2 separate regions of the Rattus norvegicus genome follow, and region 2 is linked to region 1. Evidence: chromatin contacts called from public Hi-C data. All regions are on one chromosome and are shown on one strand. The core of a region is the stretch at or near the end of the contact, and the rest is flanking DNA. Distances in the headings are between cores, read along the strand shown. Region 1 overlaps Mns1 (meiosis-specific nuclear structural 1). Region 2 overlaps Rfx7 (regulatory factor X, 7).

Region 1 (6,070 bases), core at 1,735-4,234:
AAAGAATCCCTAAGAGCTACAGGCTGGCCAGACTCCAGGACAAGTGCAGGGGAACTACATGGACCCTCCCTTAAACTGAAGGAGAGGAGCAATGTGAGGTTGTCCTTTGCTACACACACACACACACACACACACACACACACACACACACACACACACACACATGCACGCACGCACACACGCACATTTACTGATGAACACATGAGCTGGTTGCTGTTTAATGAAAATAACCAAAGAACCCAGCGCTTTCCTTACTTTGTCTGCAAGGAACTGGTTACGCCGTTCTTCGATGAGTTTCTCCACAGCTCGTTTGTGTTCCAGCTGCTTCATCCGTTGTTTCTGGGCATTCATGAGTTCTATGCGGTCATCTTCAGCAAACTTGGCCAGCATGGCCTTCTTAAAGGCCTCTTCCTCCTCTTTTGCAGCCTGTAGTAATACTTCCCTCAGTGCCATTTGGTCTTTAAAGTCTTGCTTCCTGTCCCTCTGCTTCCTGAGTCGCTGCTCCACTTCTTCCTGCACAGTGATGAAGCCAGGATTAAGTGTGTCCCTGCATTTTCATGGGAGGGCAATCTAAGCTAGAGGGAGCCAGGAGGAGGAGCAGGAGCTTGAGGACAGCCTGGGCTACAGTGAGATGCTGTCTCAGGAAACAAGACAAATAATAAGGCAGAATTTGGGGACGCTGCAGAATAACTATGGAATCAAGCCTTTTCATGGTACACCCCAGCCCACCCGCTGGCCCAGCTGTGCACTGAGGCCGGAAGAGGCTTCGGGATGCCCTGGAGTTGGAGTCAGAGGTCCTTGGCCCTCTCCAAGAGCAGCAAGTGCTCTTAGTTATTGCTTCTGTAACATGGTGCTCATCGATTATAAAATTTAAGTTCTATACAGGTGCCATCCGGTTTCTAGCTTCAGAATTGACATGTAACTACCTTGAAAGGAGCTACCATGAAAGCCTTTGCACACACCCAAGTTTACTGATCTTGAACCAAGGACAATCCTGTCATCTGTCCACACCAACTTCTTCACCTTGTGACATCAAAGCTGCATGTACCCATTCTAGTTTCCAACTCTCCAATAATTCTCAAAGCAAGACAAACAAAACACTCCCAAAACTGCAACATAGTTTTAAAAAGAAAATCAGCCATCTAGTAACGAAGTTAGAAGTTTTTCAGAAAAATAGAAATGTACTGAGCACAACTAAATTCCTCTTCTGTAAGCTTTTATTTTCTAAACACATATACAAAAAAATGTAAAAACTTTTATAGTAAGCATCCACATTCCTAACAGCTAGATTCTACTAATTGCAGCTTGCCGTTCTTGTTCTGTCATCCATCTGCTCACCTGGAACTACGCACATTCACTCCCATTCTCTCATCTAATCATCCTGGCCCAGTCCCAGCGCCAGCCCTGGGAGCCAGTGCCCACGCGCACCTAACATCCCAGCAGTTGAACCAGCCTTCTCTCCACTCCATGTGCATGCGCCCTACTCAGCCCTCCTGAGAGCAGTTGGGCCCCTTAAACACATAGTTTTATGTCTGGGCACACGATGGTTTATACTGCATACTCTGTACTTACTTGCCAAGTAATTATACAGACATCAGGGCTTGAAGAACAGTTTCGTTTGTGACATTTTAGTCTGAATGCCTCTTGAGTTTATGACATCTGCACAGAGTAATGTGCTTTATATAGTACTAAATCTATCTATCTATCTATCTATCTATCTATCTATCTATCATCTATCTATCATCTATCTATCCATCTATCATCTATCTATCCATCCATCCATCCATCCATCTATCTATCTGCACATATGCAATACTGGGAATCTACCACCTATTCAAAATTTTTATTCAACAGTGAAGACATCTTGCAAAAAAAAAAAAAAGAGGGAAGAGGGAAATGTTTTTACTGTAAAAATGTCCACACACCCTCTGCTGGGTCTGCATAAAGAATACACTAGTTACTAGCACTGTAGGTTACCACATTTCCTGCCCTTTCTTGAGTTCCAAAACCTGTTCCATGGTCTTGAAACCTTCAAATCATTTGCTGTACAGTCACTCTGACCCCAGTAACTTTCTAGAGTCTGCCAGTATCACAGCCTTAAACAAGGACATGTGTACAGATAGGTATTGTAGTATAGAGACAGCAGTAAGGAACAGAATGTAGCAGAAATAGCAGGAAAAAAGAAAAGTCAGCCCAGGGCATGCTGGGAAGACGGTTACACTGTGCTCACTGAAGCTGTGTCTCAGGACCTTCCCTAGGAAGGACAGAAGGAGCGATCACCCATCAGTGATTTCCCAGTTGGTGAGGGGTGGTTAGAGAGGTCTGATTCCTGCTGCCAGAGCTCTCCACCGACTGTGGAGAAGCTGCCAGCACAGTTAAGCTAAGCTCTCACAAATGTGCCCCACAGCTGTCTCCAAAGGACAAAGGGAATGCATTTCCAGAGATGGCTGCCTTGGGAAAGCAGCTGACCTCACAAAGTTCCATTTGCGTCATCCATTCACAGAGCATTCTCAAGTACTTCTTAGTACCATTAAAGGCTCACATGCTGTATCTTGTTTACATACCCATCAGCTGATGGGCATGAAGGCTATTTTCATTACTAGAATTACATTCATTACTTTCATTATTAGAATTACACGTGTAAACACAAGATCATAGCTTTTAACTATTCCTTTCTAAAACTGTAAAGATAATACTTTCCACTAACCTCTCCTGTGTCCCACATATTTTAAAAATTATTATCATTCAATTTGAAGTATCTTTCTTTTGCTCATTGCTTATTAGAAATACATGGTTTCATTGTGGTACACTTAAGGACCGTATAGTCATTTTTATTATGGATTCTTTACTGTAGTGAGAAAACATTTGAAATGACTTAAAATCTTGTGAATTTATAGAGGTTACTTTGTGTTCTAGGAGCCGGTCTGTGTGTATTGTGTGGATGGATGGGATCTGTACTGTGCTGCTGTTTGCTGGGTGGAGTCTCTTTACCATCGGCTGCGTCAGCTGTCCCGGCTGTCATTAGGCAGAGTACTATTCCTGGGGATTATTAATGATAGAGGAGCATCTCCTTTATCACATCCTTAGGATTATGGCATGTTCCTGGATGAATTTGACTACAAACTTCCCTGTCCCAAAGTTGACTTTGCCTCATTAACATACACACTCCCGTCTGCTTGGCAGCTGAACTGTGTCCTCCATCTTGTTTGAGCTTGCACATGCGCTCATTTAAGCCGTGTGGACTGTGACTGACCCAGCTGCATCATGCCCTTCAGACGCTCTGTTTTTGTCAAGTTGGAGGACTTAAGTCTTCCAAGCAATGCTGATGTTGTTCACACACAGTGCAGTCACCACCGTGGCTGAGTAACTGTGCTGTCCTCCTGCAGCTTCACCTCAAGTCTATCCTTCCCTCAGCACCCCTCCCGTTGGAGACTCACTTTCATTTTCAGTTTGATGAACTCGGCGTACTCCTCCAGGTACAGCTCCTGCCTCACTCGCTCTAGGTCGTCACGCTGCCGCAGTGTTTCCTCCAGCTTCTGGATCAGCTGTTAATAAAACACATGTTTAGAAACCCCGGACTGGGCCACTGTTCAGGAATTCAGCACTCTTTAAAAAGTGATCTTTTATACCAAATTCTGCCGCTGGACCCTCTTTTCCTCGCTCTCTTGGACTCTGGCCATCCGCTCCCCTTCTCTTTGCTCCTGTATTTTTGCAAACTCTAAGATTTTCCTGTTCTCTTCCTCCATCTCCTCGCGCTTCTTCTGTCTCCAGAGGTCTTGTGCCCTCTGGAATTCTTTAATGTACTTCTGAATTGCATTCCTTTTTTCTAATTTTTGCTGTCTTTCCCTAAAAAGCAATCAGGAGAATGGTTTATAGTTACAGAAATAATAAAATAATGAAAAATAAGCTGTTCGGAGTCTGTTGATTCACAAGTACAACACACTTTCTCGTGTGGACTTTCCAGGAACACTGCTGGGCTCTCTTCTAAGGGTGACCTTTCAAGCATCTCATTTCAGAAAGGTGGCAGTCTGTCCACAGAAGTCATACAGCATTCTGTACTTAAGCTGTATGCCAAGGAAAGCCAACAGAAAACGTGTTCTGAGAGATGAGACTACAGAACACACATGAGATGTTTCAGGTCATTCACAACCTACACATCTACTGTCTTTCAGATCACCTATTACTAGTCATGCTGACCAAGGTAAGGAAGAGCTGTACAAGTCATGACAGAGCTCACACTGAGCGAGCACACACCGGGGGTGGGCGGCTCAGTGGGCTTTGTCCTCGGGTGGACTTACAGTTGATCCTCCTCGTAGATCTTTCTGACAATTTCATCTATCATGAGTTTTTCCTTCAGCAGCTGCTCATACGCCTCCTGCTTCCTCCTCTCTTGATCTTCAAGCTGCTTCTCCAGGTCCACGTAGTACTGGGCCCTCTCCTTGTCCCGCTTCTCTTGCTTGACATTCTCTTCCTTCAGTAGCCTCTTGTGCTCCTCCATCATGATTCTTTCTATCTCCGCATCACGTTTCTAGCATTGAAACAAAATTGACCCTTCCATGTTCAGGAGTGGACACAGTTTATTAAAGCACTATAAACAGTTGGACTCTCAGAAATCTGCTATGTAAATATTCTCTATCTATTAAGCAGGAGGCAAGAGTTAGTCTTTGTAAGCTGGAGGGTGTGGATGAGGAGTCAGATCCTAAAGGGGTGCACCTGTGTTCCTACTCTTTCTAGAAGCTCTTAGGACAACGCCTGGCAAGGATAATAAAATCCACATTCAGAAAATACAAAGTAAAGGTTTAAGTATTTTGTTTTTAACTACTTCAGTCACCAAACCGTTGCTTCCTCTGCAAGTTGATCGCCAGAGTGTCTGTTTCTAAAGCACTGTTGATCAGCTGCTGTTGAATGCCCTCCTGCCCATCGTTTTCCAAGGACCCTGAGCCACTCTCCAGTTCACCCAGTGCAGCTCTTTGCTCCCACACGCCCTTCTCTGTTATTTATTAGTCCCAGTGTGGTGATTTCCACTGAAAAGGTCACACACATCACTGTGGCTGCTCTCTCTCGTTTTCAGTTTCATTCATCAAGTGCCACCCCGAGTTACAGACGACAGCCTTTCTCTAAGCTCAGAGGCCCATGCTTCATTTCAGCACGTTCAAAACTGAGTAAGCTTAAACACTGGAGCAATGTTGGAAACTACCCTTATCTGTTGTGACTGCATCTCAACGGCAGGAACAGTTAGCAGCAAAGAAAAAGAGGGAGCAGACTGGAAGACAAATGCAGTCATTCCTAAAGCTCATGGTATCATGCATGGCTGGTTATCAGGTTAACCACAAGTTCTCTTACCTTTGCTCATGCTGTATTATGTTCTTCTAGAATAATACGTATGATAACACAAAATGTACATAGATCCCACAGACTTACAGAAGCGCAATGCTCTAACTTTATAAATAAGAAAACTAGCTAAGGCTGGAGAGAGCTCAGTCTGTAACAGCACTTCACATACCTGGGTCTCACTACCATTGCAGGCCCAATTCCCTCTTCCGGCCATATGAGCACTGCATGCATGTGGTGCATGTAGACAGGCAAGCAAACACGCACACACAAAACAAAGCAAACCTAATGAGTACATAGATATCCTCTATTTACGTCAAGTCCTAGGAGTATGGCTCTAACTTCGTGAGTCAATTTTGATTGATCTAGAAGACAGTAGCAATTTCTGGAGTCAATGTCTCCAGTGGCCTCATCTATCAGAGTAATCAAAACTGCAAACCCAGAACAGACAAACTGTACATTATGTTCTATGCTATCACTGGACAAACGGGACTGTACAGTTCAGTCTCCCCATCTTCCTTAGGCTGTTGCTGTTAGCAGTGTGTTCTACGACAGTGGTTCTCAACCTGTGCGTTGTGATTCCCTTTCAGGGTAGTCCAGCGACCTTTTCTCAGGGTGGTATATCAGACGTCCTAAATATCAGACATTTATATTAACAGTGCATTAACATTTACATCGTAGCAGTAGTAAAATTACAGTTATAAAGTAATGGAAGAATCTTATGGTTGGGGGTCATCAC
Region 2 (6,544 bases), core at 2,982-5,481, 160 kb before region 1:
GGAACTGTTCATAAAATGAGAAAAAGATCACCAGGAGATAACATACACTTTGAGAATTTGTCAATAAAAACACAATGTACTAGCAGAAACTCAGAATACTTCAATGCTTTCAAAACTAAACATTTCTTGTAGAAAGTTCAGTATACCTGTCTTAAATGAAGGGATTTTCATCTGTTATAACATATGAACAAATTTCCCACTATGCAGTTCCAGCCATCAGTAACAAGCAGGTCAGAGGGAAGGAATCACCAGATGGAAACCTGGCAAAGGCATAGGAAACTTGAGTTGGGGCACAGGGACAAAAACAACTCTTAAGAGTTTCACAAGGGTTTTAACCTTTATATTCGTTTTCCACTGAAACATACAGGATTATCACTTGTAACATGCCAAAGACACATCAAAACCTTTTCTGTCTCTTTCAGGAAACAAGGATAGAGTGGAGCACCTGTGACTCCCTTTAGAATAGCAGCCTTCCTGCTCACTGCCTCTTCTCTCATTGCCACAGTAGCTAACTTAAGGCTTTAAAAAGGCCAAGAGCTGAGCAAGGAGGAAATGGATGCGTTTCTAATAAAAGACAGTCTCTACAATCTTCTAGGAGCAGTAAAACCTTTAGTAAGCTCTCTTTTTTTAACTTTTTATTGATCCTTTGTGAATTTAACAACATGTACCCCAATCTACTCATCTCCTTGTCCTATTGTATCTACCCTTCACCCCTGCAACCTTTCCTGAAAAAACTAGAAGAGAAAAATCTTGCTGTGGAAGCTGTAGTGTGTCACAGAATGTCCCATACTATAACCTTTTGTCCACACATCTTTACTTGTAAATGTTCATTGCAATGAGTCATTGGTCTGGTTTGAGGCCTCTGGTTTCTGCTACATCATCAATACGGGATCCTCACTGGGACTCCTTTCGGAAACTCTGTGTCAGGGAGATCCTGCAGCTTTTAGTCTGCAAGGACGTACCCCTTCATGGGCTCCAGTAGATCATAGATGAAGTAGATGTTAGGCTAGGTCAACTTAAAGCTGTAGAACTGGGCCTGGAAGGTAGCTGAGTTAGTCAGCCCACCAGTCTCTTCAGTGCTCTCCAGCATTGCCCTAGCTACAACATTCAATGCCACAGCCTGCAAGGGGCAGGGTCAACTCTCCTGCTCCCATGTCCTCAGGATCAGCTCTACTGTGCTGCCGAGTCTAGGGGCTGGTGAGGAGTGGGGCCAACTCAGCAGTGCCCTTGGTAGCAGTCTAAACCAGGGACACCTGCGTGGGCTTTGGTGGTAACACTGGCCTAGGACATCAACACGGGCCAGGAATGCCAAAGTATCACAGACCCAGACATGCTTCCTCCTTGCTGGAAGATAGGCCACTGAGATCAGCATGTCTCACTGACCCAGGGGTAATGCAGACCATGGACATCCTGCTTTAGTGGTAACCTGGACCATAGATTTCAATGCAGACCCCAGCTACAGCAGGACTATGGCCCTAGGGGGCAGCCCAGGTAAGGAGCTCACTGTGGCCTCCACACATTTGCCTATTCCTTACCACCTTCGAGTCTCTAGTTCTACTTTCCCCACAATGTACGAACCCCTTGGCCTTGCTCTTTCTTCCATCTCCCCATCACACATTCTTCTACTGTAGTGGTACCAGCAGCAGGCGCTGGGTCTTTCTTTTGTCTACCCCAGGCCATTGTGGCCAGGGCAGGTGCTTGGGTGTCATAGGCTAGCCTGTGGTGGGCACTTAGGTCAATCTGTAATAAATTCTTAATTTTCATTCCCTTACTTCTGTTTGCCATATGTATTATTTCTCAGACACAAAAAGGGGCCTTTTCTATGTCCTAATGGTTGCAAAAAAAAAAAAAAATTACTACTAGTCTTTCATTACAAGACAAGAACATTTTTTTTTCTTTTTTTTCAGAGCTGGGGACCGAACCCAGGGCCTTGCACTTGCTAGGCAAGCGCTCTACCACTGAGCTAAATCCCCAACTCCCAAGGAGTCAAGAAAAGAACATTTTTTAATGTAATATTAACATTATAATTATTTTTTAACCAGGGAGATTCCCATGTTAGGGAAGGAAGATAAACTAACATCTTTTTCCACTTTTACTGATAATTCACAGTTGCTAAATACCTCATTTCTTACTTTTTATTGCTAAAGCAAAGGTGGCTCACTATTGTAAGCTCTTGCAGCTCTTACAGACAGCCTGGACTGGGTTGCCAGCACCCACACTCTGAGGCTCACAGTCACCTGTAACTCTAGTTCCAGAGAATCCAACACCTCCTTCTGGTCTCTGAGGCACATGTACACATATGTGGTACATATACAGGTGCACAGGATCATACACATAAATATGAATAAAAATTAAATAAAATGATAAAAAGGTAAAATCTATCAGAATCTTAACTTATAAACCATGTGCTATTTCTTCTGTAGTTTGGTTAACAGTGGGGGAAATAAATTTTGTAGTTATTCTACTAAGGACTCTGCACTGTTTATTTGTTGATTTGCGCTTATTTCTAAATGTAGTGGCTAGATGAACTACATTAGCAGATGGGCCAAAAGAGATTCCCGAAGCATTCTGATTAAGGATATTTAGATTTGCCTCTAGTGCCCAAACGGCGTGCCTTCATGTTTGGAAAGACGTTCTTCATGATTTTTCCAAAGTCAGCAGCACTTAATGGATGGTAGCCAAGATTGTCACAATAGCTCCTGCAAAAGAAGGAGAGACCAATTCAAACGGTGACAGAATTCAACATTACAGAGCATGGTGTCAGCTCAATATACTTTTGGTAACGTGAAGCAACGGATATTCCAGTAATTCAGACAACTTATAAACACTCACTCTGGGGAGCTGCACGTTAAATTCAGATTAAATTTGCTTGACTTACTCTATGGGTCTACAACACTGATTTCAAGGGGATCTGGGAAATTGTATGAAATTTGTACATAGACACTATGTTGCTAAAAAGTTTCTAGCTCTGGTCCTAAATGAGTACATGCAAGCCCATCCTGCAGGGCTATAAATTGTACATACATACAGGTGTGTACATACATACAGGTGTGTACATGCATACAGGTGTGTACATACATACAGGTATACACAGAGAAGAGCTTACTTCCAGTTTCACATCATTAATGTGAGACATCACAGTTAATGCCACAAGATGGTTTAGAACTTCAAAACAGTCTCCTCTTCCTCCTCTTTCCCCCCATTAAGAGGCCCAGGATTAGGAGGCCTTGGAGCTTCTGTGGAAATTTCTAGAGGCAGGGGTCATGGTCTAGGCAGGTGGAGGTAAAGCTGAAGAGTAGACCCCTGTCACCAAGCTGGGTTGCCTGGATAAGAACCTGAAATTAAGTCCCTGGAGATCGACCTATTTTCTCTGACCATTAAGAAATCTGAGATTATTGGCTTTTTCCTGGGCACATCCCTACAGGACGAGGTTCTAAAGATCCTGCCAGTGTAGAAGCAGGGTTGGACTAGCTAGAGCACCAAGGTTCAAGGCTTTTGCTGCTATTGGGGACTACAATGGTCACGTTGGTCTTGGTATTAAGTGCTCCAAGGAGGTAGCCACTGCCATCTGAGTGGCCATCATCTTGGCCAAGTTCTCATCATCCCTGTGCAGAGAGGAAACAAGATTGACAAGTTCCACACTGTTCCATGCAAGGAGACAGGCCACTGTAGCTCTGTGTTGGCACACCTCATCCATGCTCCTAGAAACTCTGCCGTTGTCTCTGCTGCTGTGCCCAAGAAGCTACTGATGATGGCCGGTATTGATGACTACTACATTTCAGCTAGAAGCTACACTGCCACCCTGGGCAACTTTGCCAAGGCCACATCTGATGCCATCTCCAAGACCTACAGCTACCTGACCTCTGTAAAAGACTGTGTCCACCAAGTCTCCTTATCAGGAATTCACTGATCATCCTGTTAAAACCCACACTGGAGTCTCTGTTCAAGAACTCAGGCTCCAGCTATGGCTACCACATAAGGGTTTTTATACAAGAATAATAAAGTAAAATAAGCCTGTTAAAACAAAACTTCAAAACATGATATGTGAACTAAAAGAGACTTTAGAGATCATCTGTATTCCCCCAATAAGGCTGACAACAAGAGCAATGAGAAGTCTCAAAGGTCCAGAGTCGCTCTTTACCTTCGTATCCCTTTAGTTTCATGAAGGCTCAGAATTAGAAATGAATTCAGTTTGTATAGCTCAACTTCCTGTCATGCATAGAAACCGTCATAATTATAAATAGTGCATTACCTCATGTGAGTACCTCCCTTATAAGGACAGCTCTGCTGTGAGGTGGCCTATCTAGAGTTCAGTGGTTTTAATTTTTAAAGAAAAAGCATTTTATTATTACCTATAGGGAAAATGTAAATAGTCAATGATCCTAACTTGTGGAGAATTAATAGAGTACATGCAGCCATGATTTAGAAACAAGGGCTACATTACAGGCCACAGGTCCTGCTGGGACAAATGAAGATAAGGGTTAGCTTCCATCTCATTTTCCTGCTTTAACTGCAGGGCTCATCAAGCAAAATCTGGTGTTAATTAACATCTAATTCAGCATTGGGTTACAGTTATAGAAAGGTAAAGAACAAAGAAGGTTCTGTTTATAGAATAACTAACTCTTAACATTCTTAAAATGAGATCATTTGGTCTTTTTCTCATTTATTTATTTATTTATTTATTTATTTATTTATTTAAAATTATGCTTTAAAGACTGGAAATACAATTAACATTTAACATGACTATAAAGGTCACTCAAAACACATGGAATTCAAGCCTTTTTTACTTTGTCATGTCATTTATAATTAATTATACAATGTAAAAGTAAATAATTAAAAAATAAGTTAAAACACAGAGAAGATTGGTGCAAGTAGTCAGAGGATAACTGACCAGATCTTATACCACTCAGAGCTTTATAAAAAGTATTATTTCGGGGCTGGGGACTTAGCTCAGTGGTAGAGCGCTTACCTAGGAAGCGCAAGGCCCTGGGTTCGGTCCCCAGCTCCGAAAAAAAGAACCAAAAAAAAAAAAAAAAAAAAGTATTATTTCATTTTTCTCAAGTCCTTAAGATAAAAGTTTTTATTAGAAAATTTATAAATAAGAATTTATACAAAGAAGTTTAGTCTAACCTAACCTAATGCAAATATCTTATAGATTAGATATTTACACTAATTAAAAGCTTTAAGCACACTTGGATACTTGGGATGCAACCAAAATTTTATGAAATTTTTCTCCATTTATGCAGGATACTTTATTAAGATGATCATTTTTCTAATTAAATCGTTGCAATGATTTTAACCCTGTTCACACTGCTAGTTTAGTGGGTCTTACTACTCATGCATTACTGATGGCAACAAATTAAAAAATAGAGAAGCTACACAGCATGGTAGCACATGCTGTAAGTCCAGCACTTAGGGGGCTGGAGAGACGGCTCAGTGGTTAAGAGCACTACTCTTCCAGAAGTCTTGAGTTCAAATCCCAGCAACCACATGGTGGGTCACAACTATCTGAGATCCAATGTCCTCTTCTGGTGTGTCTGAAGGCAGCTACAGTGTACTCATATAGAACAAATAAATAAATTTGTTCTTATCTTTTAAAAAATAAGTCAGTCCAGCACTTAGGAGGCAGAGGAGGCAGGTGGTTCTATGTCAGCTTGGTATACACAGTGAACTCCAGACCACCAAACTACATAGTCAGCTTGAAAAAGCATGTAGGGAAGCCACAGAGATATGGTTTGATAACGTTCTCTTGAAGTGTTAATCAAGTACTACATTTGCAAGGTAATCTGGAAGATAAATTTGGTAAAAGAAAATTGACTTTTGAAACCCCTCAACATTTTTAAGGAACAATACATTGAGACTGTAGAGGAAACTCTGAAAGTATCTGATATATACCTGTAAGTAACTATCTTTTTTCACATTGCTCCCTCTCTACAGCAGAACAGTGACACACACCTATGGCATGGTATGTACACCAGCTCTGGTGTTTGTCCCAGATACCCAGGAATGCTGGAGTGCACAGTATAGTTTAGGGGATGGCAACTGTCCCCAAGGATATTGGTTCCCAGGCTTGTGTTAGGAGTGTCTTCTAGGTTGGGTCTTGAGAAGGTGAGAGCAGTTAGTTATTAGTAAGCAGAGATCAAATTAAAATCAGTTACTCTTGAAATTCACTGGATTTATTTGAGGTAACTATACAATGGTCCATATGCCTAAAAGACTGCTCTGTTGGAAGTTAATGAAAATTATTTGAAGCAGAGTTAAGTTACTGTACATATAAATAATTACCATGCCTGACCACCTAGATGGCGATCTATATCTAAGTTGATCCAAAGACTGCCTAGTGTAAAGGCCCTTCTCCTTGGGGATATGATATTGGATGGGGAAAAGAAGTGGTCAAAAATTATTATAAGCAAGTATCTTGCTTTGTGAGTTGTCTAAGACTACATGCAAATTACAATAGCAGTAAGCCATACACTTATCAGAAAGAATAAAAAGAAGCTGGGAAATAAAACGAATGGGTTGCTGTAAAAAAATCTGAACAGCT

The links. A called contact is a pair of places that touch in the nucleus more often than the background predicts.
Region 2: a Hi-C map of psoas muscle shows a contact between it and region 1, with 2.8 times the contacts expected there. The contact joins two enhancer-like sites. A contact is called at or near these places in 8 of 12 Hi-C or Micro-C datasets (the A7r5 cell line, the Rat2 cell line, Schwann cells and 4 more).

Annotation. Positions count from the first base shown.
Region 1 is chr8:82,038,730-82,044,799 of GRCr8, reverse strand. Mns1 (meiosis-specific nuclear structural 1) reads right to left here. Exons shown (of 10, transcript NM_001007752.1): 5 at 4,299-4,528; 6 at 3,630-3,846; 7 at 3,438-3,545; 8 at 256-513. Among named protein-coding and RNA genes, the nearest start is that of Mns1, 12 kb to the right of the region's middle. Within about 2 kb of position 2,984, at least 5 of the 93 cell types and tissues checked have an H3K27ac peak or open chromatin away from gene starts, as enhancers often do.
Region 2 is chr8:82,200,473-82,207,016 of GRCr8, reverse strand. It overlaps Rfx7 (regulatory factor X, 7), which reads right to left. Exons shown (of 9, transcript NM_001127490.2): 5 at 2,583-2,699. Among named protein-coding and RNA genes, the nearest start is that of Nedd4, 61 kb to the left of the region's middle. Within about 2 kb of position 4,231, at least 5 of the 93 cell types and tissues checked have an H3K27ac peak or open chromatin away from gene starts, as enhancers often do.